3 separate regions of the Mus musculus genome follow, and all the other regions are linked to region 1. A link is a contact called in public HiChIP or PLAC-seq data. All regions are on one chromosome and are shown on one strand. The core of a region is the stretch at or near the end of the contact, and the rest is flanking DNA. Distances in the headings are between cores, read along the strand shown. Region 1 holds the start of Ptprj (protein tyrosine phosphatase, receptor type, J). Region 2 holds the start of Arfgap2 (ADP-ribosylation factor GTPase activating protein 2). Region 3 holds the start of Nr1h3 (nuclear receptor subfamily 1, group H, member 3).

Region 1 (4,820 bases), core at 774-3,273:
GTAACCACACATTTTAAGAGCCCCAGCTCCTACAATGTACTGAACATGCTAGGCATCGTGAAGATGCCACAGAGTAGGCAGAGGAGATGAGGTCCCGCCCACAAGGAGTTTCCAACTAGCACTGTTCAGGGTTCATTTCTCATACAGAGTATCAGTTCATCTTGATTTGTTTATTATGCACGTATTAACCCCTTCTCAGAGAAGGCTGTTAGTTCTTAAACGGTCACTACCTCTTAAATGGGGGCATACATTCTACCCAGTAGGAAATCAAAGGGCATGCAGGAGTTCATACCCCTGTTGACAGAACCAAGATGTGAATCTGTGGCAACTGGGATGGTGCAAGGTCTGTGAGGATCAGGGGCAGGTACAGTTCTATTAGCATTATAACTCCTTTCCTCTGGGCACCATGGAAGGTGCTTTATTTATTTATTTGTTTATTTTTATTTTTTAATTTTTTTGAGATGAAGTCTCTTTATGATGTTACCCCAGCTGTCCTGGAAATCACTCTGTAGACCAGGCTGGACTTGAATTTACCTCCTCCTGTTTCTGCCTCCTGATTGCTGTGACTAAAGCTGTGTGCTACCATGCCTGGCTGGTGTGAGTGCTTTTAAAAAACACCTGTTTCTGCCTCAAGAAGAGTGAGGCAGGGAGGAACATAACTCCTGTGGGCTGTGATAACCAGATAGTGTTTAATCAAATGCAAAATACCAGAGGACAGGTGCAGCCCCTTTCCCCTCTGTTCTCTGCGTGAAGCTGGGACTCTGAGGCCCAAGGGATGCCTAGAAGCAGGCTGGACACCTGGTGGTCTACATTCCAGTTCTCATAGGGTCCAGACTAGATTCACTTCACTATCTTGGCTGCTCAGGTCTTCCCAAATAGAACGCTCCTGTTTCTCTGTTTCTCAGAAGGTCAAGGTTGAAGAATCTGCCTTCTGATTTTTTTTTTTTTTTTTTTTTTTTTTTTTGCCAAGTTGCTCCCACTTCCTGCCACACTGCTCCCCTCTCTCTGCCCGGTGAAACCCAACCATCCATCAAAGCCCAGCTCAAGTGTCACCTCTTCCTTTGGTCAGAATCAGTCTTTCCCTCCCTAGCATGCCTTGGTTTGGTACTGTCTGTCATTACTTCTAGGTGCAGTAGATAGAGCTCTTTGGTTTCCTCTCGTGAGCCTGGGCACAGTAGCAGTATTCGTGGTAATTTGTAACTCCTTTCAGATCAGGACTTGTGATGACAGCTGCCAGATGGGCTCACCTTATGTCCCACCCTCTTTGGGACTTTACCCATGATCTCATTTAATCGCCAGGCAAGTCTCGGTAGACAGGTACCCGTAGTATCTTCCTGTTACACAGGAGCATAGAGTGGTCAAGAGAGGTGAGGCATCTCTCTCCAAGTCACACAACCAGGATTACACAGTTAGTATATAGCACAGCTGGGCTTGCCATATGCCACAGCTGGGGCTCTAATCACTGGACCAGCTTCTGTGCAGGCTCTCTGACTTCCTGGCCCAGCGTCTGGGGAGAGAACAGAATACATGGTGTGCTTCCAATAGTTTCGGGGGGTTCACCCACACCCTCCCCCAAAGCCCACCCACGGGCCAGGCTTCACCAGATTGCGGTCTAGAAGCAAGCACGACTGTGACCTGGGCAAGAGGCACGCTCAAGCCAGAGCCAGGGAGGGAGTCCCAGGCTGAAGAGTCCCTACTGACCCATCCATACTAGCTCGTGGCTCTGGAACAGTGGAGCAGCGTCCCGGGTCCCGAGTCCCAGGAATGTGGGAGGGCTAGGCGGACAGGGAGGGGGCGCTTCCTCCGGCCGCGGGAGGGGAGACGCCAGAGCGTGCACCGGGCTCGCCACCGCCCACTCCCCGCCCGCCGCCAGCTCGCTGGGGGCGGGGGCCGCGGCGAGAGGGCGGCGAGGGGCCGCGGAGCACGGCAGCGGCCGGCCCGCCCGAGCGGGAGGAAGCGATGAATATTCAGAGGGGGAGGGGAAGAGAGGGGGCCGAGCGCTCGGCGCGGCTCCCTGCAGCCGGAGCCGCATGACGCGCGGAGGAGGCAGAGGGAGCAGCCGGGGCCGCGGGAGCCGGGAGCTGGGAGCCACGCGCGGAGGGTGGGCGCCGCTCGCTCCGCCCCGCGAAGCCCCTGCGAGTCTAAGGCCGCGGCCGCTCCGCGCCAGGCGCGCTAGGCTCCGCCGTGTGGCCGCCGCCGCCGCCGCTGCCATGTCCCCGGGGAAGCCCGGGGCGGGCGGAGCGGGGACTAGGCGGACCGGCTGGCGGAGAAGGAGGCGGAGGCGTCGGCTGGAGACGGAGACGAGGGCGCCCGGCTTCGGGCACACGGCGGGGCGCGTCCCGGGCACGTTCCAGGGCGCGCAGGGCATGAAGCCCGCGGCGCGGGAGACGCGGACACCCCCGCGCTCGCCCGGGCTCCGCTGGGCGCTGCTGCCGCTGCTGCTGTTGCTACGCCAGGGCCAGGTAAGCTCTCGAGTGGGCCTGGGCGTGTGGTAGGAAGACGCGGGCCGAATTGGCATCGCCTGCACCTGCCCGGGTGTCACCCGTTCCAGGAACACCCGGCGAGGGTCTGAGAGATCGTGGTCCTGGGAGCCTTCCTCCTGGAGGAGGCTGGCAGGGATCTTGGCCAGCCTCCTGCTCCCGCCACTCAGCCCCTTCCCTGGCTCCCGGGTGCCAGGGGAAGGGCAGGATTCCGGGGTCCCCAGGGTGTCCCCCGCCGTGCCCGTTGACTCTTCCATAGAAGCTCCCGCATGGGCTGCAGGCGGCGGTGGCCCGGCCTTTCCCGGAGCTGGTCACGTCTGGCCAGCGCGGGCCCTGCTTGCGCGCCCGAAGCGGCCGGAGGGGGCGTGTTTGCGGAGGGCTGTGGATGCGGAGCAGGGACGGCCTGGCTGAGCCGAGGCCGACCTACGACCCGGCCTGGAGGGGCACGAGGGCTTGGACAGAAGGGCAGTGGCGGTGGCCGGGTGCTTGGGGACAGGCCCTGGCGCTGGGCGGTGGGCGAAGCGCCGGACTCAGAACCGAGGGCGCTTTTTGTGGGGGAAAGTTCCCAGCCTTGCCAAGGTGGCCGCTCAAAGGCGTCCCTTGAGGCTGCTGGCTCTGTTCTCATCATCGCTCCTGAGATAGTGCTGGCTTTTCTGGGTGTGCATTCGTGCTTTGTGGGCGCTAGCTATACCCCTCCCCTCCAGACTTTTCTTTTCTTTCTTTTTTTTTTTTCCTTGCTTCACTTTTTTTTTTCCGATAATGGTGGGACTCGAATTTTGGATCTTTTCTCTCAGTGGTATTTTCATGGCAGGGGATGTGATGCAAGGCAGCTGGGGGGACATTCCCATTTTGCAGATAGGGAACTGAGGGAGAGAAGTGAAAGAGTGGAATCACCCAGCTGGTGCTGCGGGAGCTGAGCAAGCGAGTTCTGCCTCACAGCCTTCTGGGAACTGGCTGTGGTCTTGAACTCTGCAGCTGAAAGTGGCCTGGAGGATGCTCTTGTCTTGCTTTTTGCTAATGAAAGTCTCACTTGCTTTATAGGTACCAGCTCTAAACAGACAGTGAGACACAAATGAAGCATAGGCTGGGGATGGAAACTGACTTTGAGAGAAAGCTTTGCACACACACAGACACGGGAGGGAGGGAGGGAGGGAGGGAGAGAGAGAGGGAGAGAGGGAGAGAGAGAGAGAGAGAGAGAGAGAGAGAGAGAGAGAGAGAGAGAGAGAGAGAATGAGAATATGAATTGTTCTAGAGGAAACATAGGCACTGGGGCAGCAGAGCAGGCGGGCAGAAGAAGGGAGCCTGAGTCTGGGCCTGAACTAATTGTCAGCAAGGGTAACTTATAGTTTCTAAAGCAGGATTTGCACAGGACTCGTGGTGTTGTCCCCAGCAAATAATTCTTTACTGGACTGGGTAAGAGCTGAGTCTGAAGAAGAACCAGAGTTGATTTTGCCCCTTTTCCCCAATTCCATCTTTAGCAAAAAGCATCTGCAGGAATGGGGGAGGGGACACACCATTTCATAGTAGAATTGTTTGAATGGCTTCCATTGAAGAGTGAAAGAATTTTGTAAATATATATTATATATGTACACCACTTTTCATATAAAGCCTTTTCAGATGGGATTGGGGATTTATTGGGGAACATTGTGGATGGGCTGTCTTCATCCTTTCCCTGTAGGAAATTCATGCACAGCAGTCTTTGACGTTAAAGAAAAAGAACTGCTTCTTATTTGAAGTTCCCCTTCTCCAAGAATTCGCTATGCAGACTAGGGTGGCTTCAAGCTCATTGAGATCTGTTTGCTTTTGTGTTCCATGTACAGGATGGTGTGGTCTTGAAATTCTCTTGAACTAAAATTTATATTATAGAAACATTTGAGCTACATTTCTCTTTAGTTTAATTTGATTATACATATGTATATGTATGTATCTGACTTTTGTTTCAACAATAGTAGAAGTTGCAAGCTGTGCTTTGAATCAGCAAAAAGTATCTTGGGTAAATTTATCTCTTGCCCAATCCTTCCTTGTGTTTCTTTAGCACATTGCTACCCTCCGCCTGCCTTGGGTTTGCTTATTTCCTTCCTCTAGTTTGTTCTGTAGAAACTCGAGAGTCCTGTCTTCATATTCTTGTTTTTGTATTTGTTACAAAATAGGAAATATAAAAGGTTTCATGAAGAAATATCTCCAAAAACAATCCTTTTCAGCAGTTTCATTTTGATATGGACTCTTGCAGGGGATCGGCACCTTCTCTCTCTCTCTCTCTCTCCCTCTCTCTGGTGCTGGGGATGGAACCCAGGGTAGGGGATGCGCTCTACCACCAAGTTACATTCTCAGTTTTAGAGA
Region 2 (4,820 bases), core at 1,728-4,227, 680 kb before region 1:
ATAGGAGGCACTGCCCGCTACAATAAGACAAGATTGGAGATCAGCAATTTTACTTACCAGTTACCATGGAAGACAAATGTAGGAAAACAGCCTCTTCAATTCAGAGCTAAGCCCATTCCCCTAACTGATAGCACTAACAACTCTTACGTATTGACCATGCACCAGATGCAAATCCAAGGTGCTCACAGATACAACAGGTTCAGTGGAAGTAACTATGTTCAGGCCCTAGGAAGTAACTATGTCTCCATTTTAGAAACTGAGTTTTCCCCCAGGTTAAGTGACTTAGCCACATCACAGAAATACTTGCAGAGAGGCTGGGATGTGACCCAAGGCTCTAACTTCAATACCCATTGCCAACAGAGGGGAGAGCTTTTTTACAGGTGGGTCACAGGAGGGGCAATCCTCATTGTCTCCAACTTCTGTTCCTTTTTGGAAGTTGTTTAGGGTCCCTGAGACTTCTTGAGCTTTCAAACTATTCTCTACTCCAGGATCCATTTCTAAGGAGGATTCCACTCCACTCCCATAAGAAGCAGGTAGTAATTACCAATTCTGAACTACAAACACTCTCTGAGACATTGTACCTAAACACAAGAATTTATGTCATGATCACAAAAGGGTATATACAGCCTTGGTAAGTAAAGCATTTATCAGAGGAAACATCCCTGTGGTACTCACCTGAGTATGTTCTGTGAAGAAATCAGAGTCTTTCTTCTCTGGAGAGTGACTTGGAGCACTGTTCATACTGTCTATCCAAAGCTGGAAGAGAGGAGACACTGAAACTCAGGGCTGTTACTATCTCTTATCCCAGCACCCTAGCCCAGGAACCAGCACTCACATCAGTACCATGCCTAGTCAGAGCTGCACTCCCTAACTGCCGGATCTTCTCTCGGTACATCTGGGCAGCTCGGCTCGTATATTTGGTGTTAGCATCATTGGCCATACATCCGTGTTGGCGGAAAAAAGCAGTCTGGAGAGCAAAGAGAAGGAGTAATATGTATGTGCAAATACTCTCGCCAAAGAAAACTGTATTCACACTATAGGAGACACATTACTAAACAATTGGGCTATTATTTATTCAGGATGACACACTACTGACATCAGCAGGTTTTCAAAGAGGTAAACGTCTTCCAAGATTTCTTCTCAAAACAAGACAGAACAACAAAACCTTTTATTTGTATTTATTCCATGTGCACCCCAGCATGTGTGCAGAGGTCAAAGGCCAAGTCCATGGAGTTGGTTCTCTCCTTCCACCTTATGTGGGTTCCCTCAACTGAATGAACTCAGGTTACCAGCCTCCCTCAATAAACACCTTCACTCACTAATTGACCTCCTCCAAAATTCCTCAAAAAACCCAAAAACCACCATGCCAGCCCCTCCCCGTAAGAGCAGGGAACAAGGTCTAGGGGACTGAAGAATGTATGTACTTCTCTGTTCAGCTATCCTCCCTCCAGGAGCCCACAAAACCCCAATGACTATGGAGACACTGCTACTGCCAGAGAGCACCTGTCTAGTTCAGTTTGTATTTCCTTTTTTTTTTCTTTTAATTAGGTATTTTCTTCATTTACATTTCAAATGCTATCCCAAAAGTCCCCCAAGCCCCCCCCCCCAGTTTGTATTTCATTAAGCCTCTTTGAAAGAAGCTGTTTAAATTTTTCTGAATTTAGAAAAGTGTGTGGCATGTTCCAGAGCTGCAAACTCTCGGAACAGAGAAACCAAACTCACTTTGAGAAATCAAGGAAAAGTTAAATACCCAGGCAGAAGGATGGGGGTGGAAGAAGGTAAAGGAACGTTACCGCATTGGCATTCCCGCCGACCTGCATACACCTCAGCTGCAACCAGCTCCAGTTCGAATCCAACTCTGTGGACCTGTGTACAAGGGCTGAGTGTCACCTTCCCTATCAAGACTAAACCTGTCATTCGGCCTCAGGCTTCTGTGGGTGTCCAGGAACCATCAGTCACTGTCCCATTTCCTCCTCTCTCCCCTGTATTTGAAATCATTGCGCTTCGCCTAATCCAAAGGGTACTAATTATTTCTGAAAAGGAGATCCGAAAGGAGGTCGACTTCTGAGAAATGCAGGCACGGGTTTGGCTCTTCTTAAAGTTTGGTCAAAGTCGCACTGGAGACCTACTGGGCCAATCTTTCTGCAATAACAAGGTCAATGCATCTAAGCTCTCCCCCAAACTGATGCTGAGTACCATGTTAACTGTGAAGAGAGAAGTCTACAGAGGTGGAACCCCCCGCCGCCCTCCGCCCGCAAGCCCCCGCTGTAGGCTACCAGAACTCCCGCCAGGAGAAATCCAAACATCAAATTCAGGAAGGTCCAAGTCCAGGCGCCCTCTCCCCGTCGCTGACCACGCACACAGCCCCCGTGGAGGCACAGCACCCTCACACAGAACCTACCTGATAAAGCTGAGATGGACACCCAAGGAGCGATGCACTCCGGAGCAGTCAATACACAAAAATACACCGTAAGTGATGCTGGCCCAACTAGGACTCTTGGCGCCACAATCGAAACAGGCCTAAGTGGAAAAGACGACAAGCGAACGGTTAGGGCCCAGAGTCGAGGCCCGGCGCTAGAAACCACAAGAAAGCCTCCAACCTCCGTCCTCGCCCTCCCTCAGACCCCAGGGGACAAGAGACGTCTTCTCCGCCGGCGTCAGGACCCGTACCCCGCCCGCTCAAGCACCTTGTTGGTGGGAATTGCGCGAAGTCTCTTAAAAATAGTCTGGATTTCGGTCTTGCTCGGGCTCGCCGCCATTTTCTCTCCTTCCCAGACACAACCGCGACCGACAGGTCCCGGCGCGGGCCAATCCTCGGCGGCGAAGGCAGGCTCACCGCGCCGGTCACGACAGGGCCCCGACCCGCCTACGAGTGGAGTGATTCGACCAGATCTGGGCCAATGAACGTCGGGCGGGGCTGAAACATGACGTTAGCAGCCGGGAGCTCCACCACGGGCCTGAGAGTGAACGCCGCGCTGCGCCTGGCCAATCCGCAGCCCGAGCGGGCGACGGCTCGTGGACTGGCCCAAACTTCCTCACGAGTTCCTGCTGGACCCGGGTACCCTACGTACCGCTCGACCACTGGCTGTAGGCGTCAGGCAGAGAGCCATGGTAACAGACTCTGTGATGGACGAGTAATGATTAACAATCTCCCAAGTGCTCATAGCCCCATCCGGAAGGCATTGGCAGGGCTCCAGCTCAGCTCACAATCCAGCAACTGGCCTAGAGCAGAGGCCAGCACACAACAACCTTGATCACCAAGTCCCTTCCAGTCCAGATTGCACTCCTGAAATTCCGGGGCAGATACCAGGAGGCAACTGCCTGCCCAATCCCAGTTCCATAACACATGGCACGCCCACGGGCCGACCCCGTGCCTCCCACCAGCAAGAGTAGGCTATCAAAAGACGCTCACAACACTTGATGGGGTTTTTATTCTTAATCAAATTTAATGCACACTACAAGTCACAAAAGAAGGTGCTGCCAGCCTCAAACTACATTCTCCCCAACCTCACCCCAGGAACTCCTAAACAGTTTAGGAGCTGGATCCTCCCACTCTGGGATGACCCAAATGTTCCCGAGGAGGCTCGGGCACCTCTCGACCCTCCATCATTCCAACCTCCAACTCTAGACACAGACCCCTGCCCTTCATGGGCCCTGAGACTTCCTCCTGTGGGAAAAGAGAGACAGCAGCAGCACATGGTTCAGGGCCTTCAGGTCCAGCAGTCCAGGAAGGGTTAAGCTCTGGCCCAGGTCAGAGAGACGCCTTGGTAGGGCTGTCAGGGCACTCAGGCGCCCACACATTCTACGTAATTGGCAGGGTACAGACCAATGCGGCCACTCTGCAGCTGGCCCTGGCACCAGCCCTGCTCATCCTCCTCGCTCATCTTCAGCAACTCTTCCCCTGAAGAAAGACAAAACAGTCATTGCCCAAAGCACTGGCTTTACTGGTCTCAAAACTAGGTCATGGACTGGGGGATGGAATAGCACAAGGGCCGACAAACTGGAGGATACCCAACTCAGACCAGGATAGGACACAGCCAGGAAAAGCCACCCAACCTTAGACCCCAGGGAGGCAACTGTCAGGCTGCAGCTGGACCCTGAGCAGCCTGTGAGGATGGAGTCCCTGGCTTTCTTCGTCTACAGCCCTGCTCTAGCAAGTAGGACGGGGGCTGAAGTGGGAAGGACCATGAAAGGGCCCAGCATACCTGCTCGGAAGCTCAGCTCATCAGCCTCCTGGCCAGCATAGTCATAAAGCGCCCGTACCCTCACCCCAGTGGCAACTTTCCGGGGACTCTCCTCATCTGACCAGTCCTCGTCCTGCCCGCTACTAGAGAGGGGAACACAAGGGGCACAACTCAGGGCACAAGACCCACTGTATCCAGTACTCAAGACAAAGGGCTTGGCTGCTTGGCGGCGGGCAGGGAGGAGCCAAGTGAACAGCCATCCTGCTGCCACTCACTACTGTGGATACAGGTCTATCTCTGTGCACAGGACTGTTATACAGCCAAACTTCGAGAGACACCGGACCATGGAGCAAATCTAAACCTCGGTGAAATTAACTCTCCCAAGATGGCCGTCGGGCACTGATGTGATAGGAAAGCAGGAAGAAGTGGTAACAAGCAAGCCATAGAGCCCGGTCTTGGTTTTGTTCAGGATCCCGGCTCTCACCCCGGGGACGATGGGGACTGGGGTGGGGGTGCGGTGCCATCTCTTGTCGGTACAATGCTGGTCAGAGTAACCTCATCTGGGCTCCGGCCACCCTTCTCCTTGCGGCTGATGGCTCTCTGTGTGTCTAACGACCATTCCTGTGGAGAGATTTT
Region 3 (4,820 bases), core at 975-3,474, 610 kb before region 1:
TGAGACTTTTTTTTCAAAACCCCTAGAAGATAATGTCTTTGGATTTCAGGCCAATGTTAAGTCTCAAGTTCCTTGAAATGAGGTGTGTCAGGGACATCTCTGAGGACCTATGATGCTGCAACTTGAGCAAGGGGAGAGAGCTGGACACTTGCACTTGACAGGTGCTGGGACTGAGCTGTCCCCGTCTCTGTGGCTGCTGTCCTTGGTTTCTACTTTCCCAGAGGGGCAGGTCTTTGTGGAAATTGAGGAAGGAACCCATGAGAAGAATGGAGAGCCTTGTGCTTATGATTCATAAGTGTCCAGACCAGGGTGGAGGCCTTGTGAGGGGATGACCTTATGATGAGAAGGAACAAGAGCAAAAGCCAGAGGCAGAAGCTGAAGATGGGGGCTGCCAGAGGGGCTTTTTCTGAATGTGAGAAATGAATACATGGGCAGATTTTGCAACACCCCCACAGCCTGCTGCCTTCTTGCACGTGTTCCCAGTCTCTGCCTGTTCCCTTGGCTCACCCTGCGCTTCCTCTCATCTCTCACCAAGCCCCTTTCTACTTCAGTTTTCTCATCCTTCCCCCATCCTGTCCCTTCTGTCCCGCCCCCACAACCATGTTCACCCTTCCCTGTTTCCTCTGTTTTCTTCCCTCATGCCCTGTTCATCTCTCTTCTGGTCCCTCTGGCTGCTTGTTTGGCCCTTGTCCTGTGCTTTAATGTGGACCCATGGGAATTGGAGTTCACAGCAAAACAGGAAGAGCCTGTGAGCAGGAAACTGGGAATGGGGCATGGGATGAATGGCCAGCAGTAACCTCAACGCCTGCTTCTCACATCTGAATTGAAGCATCTGCAGCCCACCAACCCTGCTGACCACCAGCCCTGCTGACCACCGATCTTGGCTTCTTCCATCTCAGTACTTCTCCTTCAGACTGGAGAATGTTCTGGACTCAGACACAGGAAGAAAAGAGCCCGGAGAAAAGACATCTGAATTCTGATCTCAGTTTGGCCAATGTGTGGTCTTGGGCAAGCTTACAAACAGCAGTGTGCGCTGTAAAACAGAGCCGTTTACTCTTTAGTAAAAGGCGAAAGATTTTAGAGCCGTTTACTCTTGGCGCTCCCTCAGGAACCAGGAGATAATGAGAGATTTGTATATGGCAACAAAGATTCAGAAAGTTGACAAAGCTTCAAGGTTCAAGGTTATGGGAAGACAAACCACTAAAGGAACTGGGAGTGGACAGATAATCCCCGCCCATCCTTGGACATTACTGTGACACACTGTGTTGATCTTTATTCTCACATTGATCATATGTGGCAAAACTATCATCATCGTCGTCATCGTCCCCATCTTAAAGAAAAAGAGAGGTTCAGAGACATTAAAGAAAAAGAGAGGTTCAGAGACATTAAAGAAAAAGAGAGGTTCAGAGACATTAAAGAAAAAGAGAGGTTCAGAGACATTAAAGAAAAAGAGAGGTTCAGAGACATTAACTTGCTCAGTCAAGATGGCCTAGTTGGATGGGGCAAAGTTCAGCACAGAAGTGCTTTCCTAGCCTAGGTTATAGCCCTCCCTGCGTTGTAACTGTAACACGGAGGTTTGAACCCAGAACCCTAAAGAGAAATGATTGTGGTGAATTGGAATGAATGCAAGCTAACAAGTGTGGAACAGAAGAGAGAGCCATTTGTTTGTTTGTTTGTTTGTTTACTTATTCAACAAAAAGAAACATAGTCTCCTCTCTAAACCAGCTGCTGATCCCCTTGGGAGATTAAATCAGAAAGGCATGATGTATTCCTTCAGGGCTAAATCTCTTGTCCCAGGAAGCAAGGCAGGAAAGCTATGGCTTTAGAGTCAGTAGATCTTGACACCATCTCAGATGGGGCTGTTCCGTAGATGAGGTTGCCTTCTTATCTATGGGGGGGGGGGTGTCTATTCTGGACTGGCCCCTGGGTTGCTAATGTCTGCTTCTCTCACTCCTCCCCCAGGCCTCTTTTTATTGGCCTCTTCCTTTCTCTGTCCCCCTCAGGGCATCCACACACAAACTCACTGGAAGGCCCAGCACCTGCCTGTCTTCACCCTTGGAGTTCTACTGGCTTGGCTCAGTCCTGGGGCTAGTGGGGAGAGCTTGGCGCCTTCCCAGAGGCAGGGGAGGAGGGAGGCTGGGAACACAGGCTGGGGCTTGGTGTCGCAATTCCGGGCCGTGCCGGGACCTTTGCTCCGCGAGGTGTCTTTGGGAGGAGGGGGGAGGGAACGCTGACTCTGGAGGCTGCTGGGATTAGGGTGGGGGTGACTGAGAAGCAGTCCTTCTGTCAGAGCAAAGAGCCTCCAGGGTGAGGAGAGGAAGGAGAGAGATGGAACTAGACCGGTCTGCGGGGAAACGCGACAGTTTTGGTAGAGGGTAGGGGACAGGGTGGCGCCGGCTAAGAGGGTGGCCGGCCGGGGAGGAGTTAGTCTGGTGGGGAAGCTACCTCGTGGGCGGGGGCCTAATGAAGCTAAGAGTCTTGGGTCGCCAGTAGGAAGGACCCCTTGGCAGTCCCTCCCCTTGGCCTTTTCCTACATTACTGCTTCTCCCTGCTGGCCCCTGTGCGCTCAGCTCTTGTCACTGGCTGCCCGCTGCGGCCTCGAAGGCCAGGTACTGCAACACCCTCTTCTCCCAGCAAGGGGGCTCCAGAGACTACGCAGCCGGGAAGTCTGGTGGCCTGGGGATTCGGCGAGTCTGCTCAGTGGCTGGGGGGCTCTATCCTTGCATCTGGGTGGGGAGGGATGTGATGGGAGGATGTTCTAGAAGTGAGGAATATCTAACGGGACATCTGGGCGGGGATAGAGTTTTACTAAGTCTCAGAAGAACTGGAGGGGTTCTGGGAGAGGAGGCCCGCTACTGGTGAGATTCTTGAGACAAGAACTTAATACTAGGACTTCAGTAACGGCAGGGAAAAGATTATAATAAACAGACCCATAGAGTGAGCTTCGATCCAGTCTTGTGGTTCTGCCAACTTTGGCTTGCCCTAATGTCAGACCAGATGGAAGGACCCTCCACTCAGCCTGGAGACAGGCGCAGAAAAGGATAGAACAAAGCTGAGAACGCAAACAAGTCAGGATTCTACTCTTGGCTGGACCACCTCCACCTGTCTGTCTATAGGCAGTTTCCTTAATCTCTTTGAACCTTAATTTGCTTATCTTTAAAATGAATTTAAGAATAGGCCTGACAGGGTGGAGGTTGTAGAGTTCAATGGCCAACCATTTGCCTAGCCTGCCTGAAGTGTCCTGGGTTCAATCTTTAGAACTGGGAAAAAATTTATATATATAAATGAATGGGAGAGAGAGAGAGAGAGAGACTCCTGAATTCAGCCAGGTTGGTGCTGCATGCCTTTAATCCTGGCATTCGGGAGGCAGAGGTAAGTGGATTTGAGTTTGAGGCTAGCCTGGTTTACACAGAGAGAATTCAAGGACAGCCAGTACTACATAGAGAAACCCTGTCTCGAAAAACAAACCAACCAATCAAACAAAGAAATCCGGACTTCATAGGGATATAGTAAAGAAGGCTTCATAGGCTAATCTATGAGAAGTAAATGTCAGTCGATGCTGTGAGGACAGAAAAAAGGCACAGGGCACAGAAGGGAGCCCAGGCCTAGTTCTGGAAATGTGTAACCTGGCTTGTTCCTGCAGGACAGTGTCTTGGTAATGTCCAGGGCTCCAGGAAGAGATGTCCTTGTGGCTGGAGGCCTCAATGCCTGATGTTTCTCCTGGTAAGCTGTTTTATTCAAACCTTCTCCCCGGAGCCCAGGTCTCTGGCTCCTCTCCTACCTCAGGAATCAGCCCCCTCCCCTCACTGCATCCAGCACCCCTTAGAAGCACTGCCAGATCTAAGTGTTGCTCAAACCCTTTCCCCTGGTTCTAGTGCTTGGTCAGTGAAGTCCTCAGTCTGGGCTTGCTTTTCTGGGAAAGCTGACACGTCTCATGCTTAGACAGCTCTGGCTTTGAGAGTTCTGTCCGCTCTATGAAGTGGATGCCCTCCATCATCCCCCCAGGGGGCAAAGGCTAGCACCTTTAAGATCATTTAAGATCTTGATGTACTAGTTGGGCAGTGGTGGTACACGCCTTTAATCCCAGCACTTAGGAAGCAGAGGCAGTTGGATCTCTGTGAGTTCAAGGTCAGCCTGAACTACCCAGAGAAACCTTATTGTGTGTGTGTGTGTGTGTGTGTGTGTGTGTGTGTGTGTGTGTGTGCGCGCGCGCTTGTGTAGGGTGTCTTGATATGCAAAGGGCTGCAACCAACACCAGTCTTCAATCCTACGGAGTACTGGAATCTGAAATCATGAGCTGTGGCTTAGCTACCTTCTTTTTCTGTTTGTTCTTTGTTTGCTTTGAGACAGGGTTTTTCTGTGTAGAGTGGCTGTCCTAGAACTTACTCTGTAGACCAGGCTGGCCTCAAATGTAGAGATCCACCTGCTTCTGTCTCTCAAGTGCTCGGATTAAAGGTGTGCACCACCACACCTGGCTAGCTTGCTTGCCTTCTAAGGGTAGAGTTGAGTTTGTAGTTTCCCAGCCAAGACACTTGGGGATGGAGTCTAGATAGGACCTGAACCCACACCCATTCTCCCGTGCTTCTCTTGGGCTCAGATTCTGCAACGGAGTTGTGGAAGACAGAACCTCAAGATGCAGGAGACCAGGGAGGCAACACTTGCATCCTCAGGGAGGAAGCCAGGATGCCCCAGTCAACTGGGGTTGCTTTAGGGATAGGGTTGGAGTCAGCAGAGCCTACAGCCCTGCTCCCCAGGGCAGAGACCCTCCCAGAGCCGACAGGTAAGAGTCACCTGGATTTGGAGAAGGTAAAGTCTCCCTA

The links. HiChIP or PLAC-seq counts read pairs in DNA pulled down with a chosen protein or histone mark.
Region 2: a contact with region 1 is called in a FOXA1 HiChIP or PLAC-seq map of pancreatic cancer cells. The contact joins the promoter of Arfgap2 here to the promoter of Ptprj in region 1. A contact is called at or near these places in 1 of 115 datasets of contacts at active chromatin or transcription factors (pancreatic cancer cells) and 1 of 9 other capture datasets (adipose tissue).
Region 3: a contact with region 1 is called in an HNF4G HiChIP or PLAC-seq map of pancreatic cancer cells. The contact joins the promoter of Nr1h3 here to the promoter of Ptprj in region 1. A contact is called at or near these places in 1 of 39 promoter capture datasets (pre-B cells) and 1 of 115 datasets of contacts at active chromatin or transcription factors (pancreatic cancer cells).

What each region holds. Positions count from the first base shown.
Region 1 is chr2:90,577,798-90,582,617 of GRCm38.p6, reverse strand. Ptprj (protein tyrosine phosphatase, receptor type, J) reads left to right here and starts at 2,023. Exons shown (of 24, transcript NM_008982.6): 1 at 2,023-2,462. The coding sequence starts at 2,367. It overlaps Gm46752 (vegetative cell wall protein gp1-like), which reads right to left and starts at 1,863. Exons shown (of 3, transcript XR_001783391.2): 1 at 1,702-1,863; 2 at 1,248-1,507.
Region 2 is chr2:91,263,272-91,268,091 of GRCm38.p6, reverse strand. It overlaps Arfgap2 (ADP-ribosylation factor GTPase activating protein 2), which reads right to left and starts at 2,977. Exons shown (of 16, transcript NM_023854.2): 1 at 2,688-2,977; 2 at 2,402-2,520; 3 at 1,794-1,866; 4 at 836-967; 5 at 676-756. The coding sequence starts at 2,759. Pacsin3 (protein kinase C and casein kinase substrate in neurons 3) reads right to left here. Exons shown (of 11, transcript NM_001289678.1): 9 at 4,669-4,805; 10 at 4,206-4,327; 11 at 3,412-3,901. The coding sequence ends at 3,786.
Region 3 is chr2:91,192,520-91,197,339 of GRCm38.p6, reverse strand. Nr1h3 (nuclear receptor subfamily 1, group H, member 3) reads left to right here and starts at 2,224. Exons shown (of 10, transcript NM_001177730.1): 1 at 2,224-2,375; 2 at 3,644-3,723; 3 at 4,598-4,780. The coding sequence starts at 3,681.